3 separate regions of the Rattus norvegicus genome follow, and all the other regions are linked to region 1. A link is a contact called in public Hi-C data. All regions are on one chromosome and are shown on one strand. The core of a region is the stretch at or near the end of the contact, and the rest is flanking DNA. Distances in the headings are between cores, read along the strand shown.

Region 1 (2,702 bases), core at 176-2,675:
GATTCACTGCTCCTCCATTTTTCTTCAGGAAAGTCCAAGCCTTCTAGTAATATTCACTAAACACGGCATAACAAGATGCAATCGGACTAGGCACAAATTCACATGGGGCACCCCTACAGAAAGTCTGGCTTGTGGCTAATCAGCAATGAGATTTAGGTTTGAGGGGCAGTTATAGTGGCAAGGAAAATGGACTCAGGGTGATGTGTAATGAGTAGGCATAGATGAAAGTGAATTACAGCGTTTCCACGGTATTTTACCCCACTTTCAGACGGGTGCCTTCCCTTTTAGATATAAATGCTCAGTAAGGAATATTATCGCCAAAACTGTAGTTATGTGCTCTATAACAGTATTTTTGGTTAATAACAGACCAGTACACTGGCTATACAATTTCTAATATCCAGTGATGTTAAAGTTATGGTAACATTTTGTGCAATGCATAACTCAAGTGTTTGTGGTGATGCTGTCGGAAGCCTTCTGTTTCTAGCACACTGGTATGTATTCAATATGGCACATAATAATAGTTACACAATAGTAAGTAACTGTTGTTTCTGTATTAACTATACCTTTCATGACTTAGGGAAGTATTCACTATTTTCATGTGGCTATTTTCAAACTAGGTATCAACCAGCAGCTTCAATAGTTCTGGCACTATTTTGAACCACTTTTTCACCCTCCTCTCTTCAGTGTCTTTTCTTTCTATTCATGCAAATTATTCTTTAACAGTAATTACTGTCTTTTCTGCAAAGAAACTGTTTTCTTTAGTTCCTGGAGTATCAGCACTTTAGACCGCAGATAATCCTGAAAAAGGAGCAGACTACGAAGAAGACACTAATCATACTAGTGGCCTGTGTTAGTCACCAAGCATCATCTCATCCTGCTTGCTTGTCTCGTAGTAGGTCATCAATATTTGTTTTATGAATAAAGTATGAATAAAGGTAAGTCGTCAGTGCGTAAAAACCTGAGGCCTTCCACAATTTGAGTGTTCAATAGCACGTCTCATTAACAGTTCATGAGCTAAACCTTTCATCTTGACTTTCGGAATAGAATGAAATTCTACGCAAGCCTTCCCCAGTCAATCTGCCCTCGCGGCAATGGCTGAGGATGTGCTGTCATTCCATTTAAAAGCATCTTTTTCCTCCTCTTGAGAGCAATGATTGCCCCTGCAGTAGACCACACTGCCCCCCACTTCCGCTGCCTGTCGTCCCCACGGGTTCCAGACCTCAACCCGGTCCGTCACAGAACCGCGCGTAAATCCGCCCTCTCCTCCGACCCCCGCCGCCTTCGCCAGCTTCCGTCTAGCTCGCTTTTGGGACAAGTGATGCAAAGGAGCTCTGCTTCCGCGTCGGCGACGGCGTGGGCAGTGACGTCACTGCGCTCTGACGTCAGGACAACGTGCAGTGCGGTCGCCCGGGAGACCGGGGAAGCCGTTTTACACCCAGCGGAGTCCCGGGCTAGGTGAGGGTCATGGCCTTTCTCAGTTCTCAGAGGACCAGGCCGGCAGGGACTTTGTTCCGGGGCTAAGGCCAGCCGCGCGGGACGGCGGGGCAGCGGGGGCGGGGAGGAGGAAGGCAGGGCGGCCTCTCGGTGCCTCGGGCGAGGCCTGGGCCGGCGCGGTCGAGTCGGGCAGTTAGTTTCCTGCAGTCGCGGGGCGTGACCTCCCGCTCTCCTGCCCCTGACCTGCCCTCTTGTGAATCACGGCCCGGGAATGGTACTAGAGGAAGGGCCTGGAAGCAGAACCGGAGTTAATGACCGGGCGTGACACCGGTGTAAGAGTCGGAAATGAACCACCAAGGACGTTTCGGCATTTAAGAACACACACGTCTATCTCGTGACCAGTGTCACAGAGAAGGTTCGTAAACTTGCACGCAGCAGCGGCCACGTACTACTGTACTTTTGCCAAGGACAGTTTCCACATATATACTGGGAAGGACCGAAAGGAACTTGTTTAGTAAAGTAATGAATGGGCAAATTAAAAATCACAAGTTTTCTCCTGCTAAAGAGCAAACAGCCCCACAGTTCTTGAAAAGCAGAATTATCTGCGAATTCCACAGTTCTTTTCATGGGTAGTCACATCTTTGTAAAGACCCAATTCTAAAAGACTTAGAAGCCATTTCTTTAAAATACAGGCATAACAAAAATAAACGTTAAAGAAAGTAGTGCCCTTGTAGTCAGTCACCTCGGGAATTTAAGGTGCCTACCTCTTGTAACCATCATGCATTGCTTATCAGAAAAGCAGCGAGTTACTACAGTTCGTACTCACAGTTTACATGGGTTTACAATAAAATAATGTTAAAGACTTCTTTATACAGGGACAAGTTACAAATGTTCTTGGGATGAATCCAACGACTCTATCTTGGCTGCATGAAAAAAATGAGATCCCTAATTTTGTCACCATGTCTTCTGCCATGTGCATTAAAATCAGTTTCTTCTCCACCCCTGTGTCTTGGAGATCCTTCTAATTTACCAGGGTGCCATTTTTAATTTTTCTTTCATAACCAGAAGCCTTCTGATGATATAGTAATACATTAGAGTAGTCACAGTGAAAGGCATTAAATAATAAATATCCCACTGGTACCTTGAATTTATACGTTATTTAGGTCCATGCTTGCTAATACTTTTGTAGATGGTACTTTAAGAGGACATATGGTTGGTTATTTAAGGGGAAAATGGTTCTGTGGAGCCGACGATACTATCGTTTCCAT
Region 2 (2,892 bases), core at 271-2,770, 270 kb before region 1:
AAGCATTCGTTTATTTAATAGATTTGCTTTTCTGATCAAACCATCAATTAAAAACTTGGATTAAATATTCCACCCTCAACACCTATTTCCACTGACGTGTCAGTCACATGGCTCAAGAGGTTATCAACTCTCCAGGCATTGCTCTCTTCACAAAGTATACACACACTTCAAACCAATGCTTATAAATAAATATAAACCACCTCTAAGAAGCCACCCTCCCATAAATATGCAGGTTGGGGTTGGGGTTAGGGTACTTACTTGTGCTTGAGAACAAATTTTACATTCTTGTATGCAAAGGCTACCAAGTAAGTGCTTACTAACGTCATCACGCTGTACAGAACAGCAGACTGGATAAGATCCATATGCCATATTCTCCAGTACAACCCTGAGGTAAGACAAAAGGAAGGGACACAACACATTACGACCCCTTTACACCTGCCTGCCAGAGTTAACTCCAGCTAAACCAGGTAAATGAGAGTCAGTAAATCCTACCCAGTATCTGAGGAACTTCACTAGAGGTGAGATAGCCAATACACTGGGTTAGTCCCAGAGTTCAGGGCTTTCCCGGTTCAGAAAGTTAGGTTGTGGGGACATTGCTAGTCTAGAAATTTCTTCATCTTCTGACTTGAGAACAAACTGAGAGGGGAGAGATCACAAATAAGAATAAAGATTTCATTCATGGAATGCTAGTAAGTTAAAATACAGGCCATTTTAAGTCAAATACTGTCTGTCCCAAATCACTGGTTAACTTGCTGACGTGGCTGCTCTGAAATCAAAACAATGCATGGTCGGGCCAGTGAACCAGGGGGCTCCACACCACATTCACTGCACGCTGAGCTTTTAAAACGGCCACAATAACAAAATACGTTTGGACGTGATTGGCCAGCAACATTGTGGCAGCGTGGGTCAGGAGATGGGAAACTCGGAAAACCTGAGCTTGGAAACAGTCTTAGCCTTCAGGTTGACAGTTTCTCATTCAAAGTCTCGAGTTGCTCTCTGGGAGTTATTGAAATCCTAAACAAGGCTGACCGCGGACCTCTAGCACAGCCTAACCTGTCATTCTGCACGTCAAAAGGATGCTCAGGGATGAGGGGAGTCACGTTGCTAATTCAGTGAAGGTTATTGGTGGGTCTCCCACTGGCTCACTAAAGACCTCGTAGTGTCAAAGTGTTGTGAGGGGAAGGACAGTGTACCAATGAGCGAATCCCGGCCAGAACCCGCGCCCGGCTCAGAAGTCCGCGGCAAGTGAGTTCCCGAGGACGCCGCCGCACCCCCCCCCCCCCTCCGCCCCGACACTAGGCCTCCCCGCCGCCTCTGGCCTCCCCCACCGCGCCCGCCACGTCCCCGCCGCCTGCCCGAGGCTCACAGATGGGAATGGCAGACACGATGAACGCATTCCCGAAGAACAGCGCCGACGATTTGGCGGACAGGTTGCGGCTGAAATCCTGAAGGAGCAGGTCCTCCTCGGACTGCTGCTTGGAGCCGCCTTTGGGAGCCATTGCGGAGCAAAAGACTTGAGGATGGGAGCAGGGAGACAGGGAAGACTCAGAAGGCCGCGTCTACGTCCGCCCCAGCCGCGTATCCGCCCGCGACCCGTCAGCGCAACGCGAAGGCGGGTCTCCGCAGGGCACGCTACTTTAGGATTGGCCAGCCTGCCGTCGCTTCACAAGCCTCAAAACACGATTGGATAGGTAGACAAGACTTCCGCATCCTTCAGGGTACGTGGCTCTCAACGCCACAAGGAATGGCGGGATTTGTAGTTTAGTGTATATTTATGGACCTCAGGTAACTAAAGCTGATTTCCAATTCACCTGCCTCAGTCTCCAGAGGCAGGCTTGGTTAACTGACATGAGCAACCGTGCAAGCAGTACTCTGTTTTAACTAACTAACTTTATTGGTATTTCATTTCATATGTGCACTTTTTATTTCTTTTTAAGTTTATTACACTGATTGAATGATTGTTTCATTGATTGATGATTAATTGATTGATTAGTTGGTTGGAAGGCCGTGCCACAAAGTTGTCAGAACACAGCTTGAGGAAGTTAGTTCTCTACTTTTACTTTCTGGGTCCCAGAGATTGAACCAAATTGTCAGGTTTGTGTCTTTACCCTCTCAGCCATCTGCATGGCCTAAAGTTTGGTTTTTTTATTATTACATCATCATCATCATCATCATCATCATCATCATCAAATGGTGAACCTGAAGGTGACAGACAGGCCCTAGTCTCTTGGGCATGGGCTCTATTCACCCAAGAAACAGACATAAGGAAGTCACTAAAACCATGATGATCTTCAAATGGTGATAACATTCAATACTTGCCTCATGCCTTTACAAATTTCTACCATTTTGTTTCTTTCTATTTCAGCTTGAACCTTTTTAAAGTAGCATTCCACCAGTGTTCCAAATGACACTGAAGACCTCTGGCAGGACTCCTCTGAAGCCGGAAAGGCAATATTAGCACAGATGCCATTTTAACTGACTAGCTGGTTGCGTTTTTCTTTCAAAAGACAAACACAACCACATCCCTTCCCAGCAAGTGTTTTTCTTCACTACAATGCTGTAAACATTACACTGCACAGGGCAAAACTTCCTCAACCTCCGGCTTCCTCTTAGCAGTCTGTAGATAGCACTTTCCCTTTGCTTTATCTAAATGGCATTGATCTACAGAGCAAGGATCCTCACTGTGCTTTTTATCTTCAGTCTTTTTTTCAATTGGTTCTCCACACAGATTCTTCAATACGTTTTCCTGAAATATAAGTCCATCTATTCTCAACAGCAAGTGTCCTCAATTTCATCACCAAAGAAATAAGTAAATAAATAAGAACCATCTAGCGAATTTTCAAGCAAACTGCAAGTGCTCACTTCAGAATCTCTGGGTCCACTCCTGCTGCT
Region 3 (2,700 bases), core at 85-2,584, 310 kb before region 1:
ATGGTTCCCAGAGGCCTGTACTCCAGGGCTTCCTCTTCCACTGATTCTTCACAACACAGGCAGGGATGGCCTTCTGAGAAGCAAACTGCAATGAGATGTCTCTCATTCCCTCGCCTAAAAATGGCAACAACCCACCTTTTCCATACAGTTTGGTTCGTTGTCCTCTGGCAACATTATCTCTCTCCTGCCCTTCCGTGCTGGACTTCTGCTACCTGCCGTCCTTTCCCTGGAATTCACTGTCCTGCCTGCAGGGTCTGCACATGTGTCTATCATCCTACAATGCTATTCTCCCAGGCTTAGTCCAGTTAACTTGTTTCAATGCTTCAACATAATACATGACAGGAAGTGGGACATTCCTAGCCCTAACTCAGTAGATCTTCTCTTTCATTTCCTACCTGGATCTGCTCATGTTTTTCTATAATATTCATATTTTATAATCACTTCTTTATTTCTCCATCCTTGCCACCGAATCCTAAACTCCCCAAGTCTAGGAATTTTACACCAAATGTGTTCAACAAGTAAATGAATGCGTCTTGGAAGACTCACAATTTCCGCTTTAACTGCTCTGGTACAGGCTTCTGTAACGTCACATAGCTTGGCCACAGGGCCTCTCTGTCTTCTTCACCCTGTCTGTAGAGAACAGACGGCCTTCAAATTCATCTTGCTCTCTGTGAACACCTTCAGTGATACCAACACATCTGGCACACCTCGGCATGTCCAGCTCCCAAAGCAACAGGTACCTAAAGAGCATAGTGACTGGAGGAGCTCCCAGCTTGGGGAGAAACAGGAAGGGACAGGAAGGAACTTGTTGCAATGGTGCAGGTGGCTAATTTAGGGCAAAGATGCAAAAAAAATGGCCTCAATTTCCAGAAACCTTTACCATCCCCATTTGTACACTCTTTAAAGAAGGGAAGGTTTCTTACATTTTTATCACATTTATTTAACAAAGGATAAATAAACCTTACAGGTAGGTGCTTTGATAAGATACATGATCACAAGAAAAGGAAGTGTTTAGCTAATAAACCAAATTCTTTGTTAGACGGTAGTGAATAAAAACATTCCCTGTATTCAAAACAAACCAACCAAGGAAACCTTAAAACAATACATGTAAGCCAAATAACGAAGATGGTAAGACCCTGACCTTGGCTCCTTCGATCCAAATCCTACCCGCTATCAACTTAAATACAAATAAGGCTACATCTACTCCAAGCCAGGAACAGTGGCATACAGTTGTAATCATAGCACTCGGGAGTCAGAGACTGGAGGATTGCTGCAAATTCAAGAACAGCCTGTCCTACATAGGTGAATTCCAATCCAGACAAGTAACACAGTGACACTCTGCCTCAAAGAACAAGCACGAAGGAAGAGAGGAAGAGATGAGGCAGGGAAAGGAGAAAAAAGAAAAATGAGAAAAGAACATATCTACCCCAGTTCTACGTTGAGAATTCCCTGCTAAAGGACATTTAATCTTGAGGTATTACTGGGAACAAAACAGCCCAAGACTTTGACCTTTGAAATACATCCAGGAATCTGGCATCCCAGGGGTGTGGTTAACCTGCTTTGTGTAAGCTTTGGAGGGTTTTGCTAACTTGAACTTGAAACTCCTCATGCCTCCTAGTTCTATGTCTCATCTGGCTGGTGCCAAGAGGACTAGCTGAGCTCCACCCTCTGGGGAGAGGAAATGTGATGTTAAGCTGAAAAGAGGCAGATGTGGAAACTGGGTGGGCCCACCAGCAGGCCCTGGTGAGATCAATTACATGGGTGTCCTAGAACAATGTTGGGTTCAAAGTGGCCAAGGACAGGGTGTGTCAAAGTGGGCTTTGAGCCCCTGTGGCCTCAGCTGTTTGTTCTGCACTTTATATGTTTATCTTGCTGCTAGAGTTATTGAGTCATCTCTATTAAATGGCTATTGAGGGAAAGGAACGGCTCTGCAAATCCACCATGCAGAAGAAACAGGCCGTTCGTTCATCCTCTGTGACTCGACATTCTACAGTCATGACAAATGCCTTCCCTCCCTGATCACTTTGTGAACCAGCCACTCAGCTTCGTTTATCAGAACAAGAACCATCAAGGGATGCTATACTAGTAAAGGAAGAACCTGCAATGGTCATTACATGTTTAATACTGTTGAATATTTCTGAAAACTGAAAATGAGTGTCAGTTTACCTAAGAGAACTGTCAAGCTTCCAAACCACTGATGGTGAATGTTGTCACCAGGGCGGAGAGTAATTATAGTAATCAAATGATCACATTAAAATTCTAAATTCTGAAGGGGAGGGAGAGGAGTTAAGGGGAAGCTGGCCTGGAAACTGGGAAAGGGAATAACATTTGAAATGTAAATAAGAAATACCCAATTTAATAAAGATGGGGGGGGAGAAAAAAGAAAAATTCTAAATTCTGGAAAGACGAGGGGGAAACACAACTCTGTAAAGTAGCTGAGTTCATGAAACACTCTTTGCGCTTCTGTAGAAATCGTTCGAGCCATGACGCACGTGATCAACCAAGGCATGGCAATGTACTGGGGCACCTCGAGGTGGAGCGCGATGGAGATCATGGTGAGCTAGTGTCCATTTTTTATGGTTTCCGGGCACCTTGCCATTATGTACCATGTTCAGGTACCATGTTTAAGTCTGCATCTTCTGCAGACTTTTCTCCCAAGACCATGCCATTAGAATTCTAGCATCAGCCCTGTCCTTAAGG

What was found. Hi-C and Micro-C count contacts between places; a contact is called where the count stands out from the background.
Region 2: a contact with region 1 is called in a Hi-C map of Schwann cells, with 2.9 times the contacts expected there. The contact joins the promoter of Ssr3 here to the promoter of Lekr1 in region 1. A contact is called at or near these places in 3 of 12 Hi-C or Micro-C datasets (Schwann cells, liver and mammary epithelial cells).
Region 3: a contact with region 1 is called in a Hi-C map of the Rat2 cell line, with 3 times the contacts expected there. The contact joins the enhancer-like site here to the promoter of Lekr1 in region 1. A contact is called at or near these places in 2 of 12 Hi-C or Micro-C datasets (the Rat2 cell line and Schwann cells).

Annotation. Positions count from the first base shown.
Region 1 is chr2:152,199,757-152,202,458 of GRCr8, forward strand. Lekr1 (leucine, glutamate and lysine rich 1) reads left to right here and starts at 1,426. Exons shown (of 13, transcript NM_001115029.2): 1 at 1,426-1,849.
Region 2 is chr2:151,933,642-151,936,533 of GRCr8, forward strand. It overlaps Ssr3 (signal sequence receptor subunit 3), which reads right to left and starts at 1,521. Exons shown (of 5, transcript NM_031120.3): 1 at 1,367-1,521; 2 at 259-385. The coding sequence starts at 1,499.
Region 3 is chr2:151,894,572-151,897,271 of GRCr8, forward strand. It overlaps Kcnab1 (potassium voltage-gated channel subfamily A regulatory beta subunit 1), which reads left to right. Exons shown (of 14, transcript NM_017303.3): 9 at 2,470-2,555. Among named protein-coding and RNA genes, the nearest start is that of Ssr3, 39 kb to the right of the region's middle. Within about 2 kb of position 1,335, at least 13 of the 93 cell types and tissues checked have an H3K27ac peak or open chromatin away from gene starts, as enhancers often do.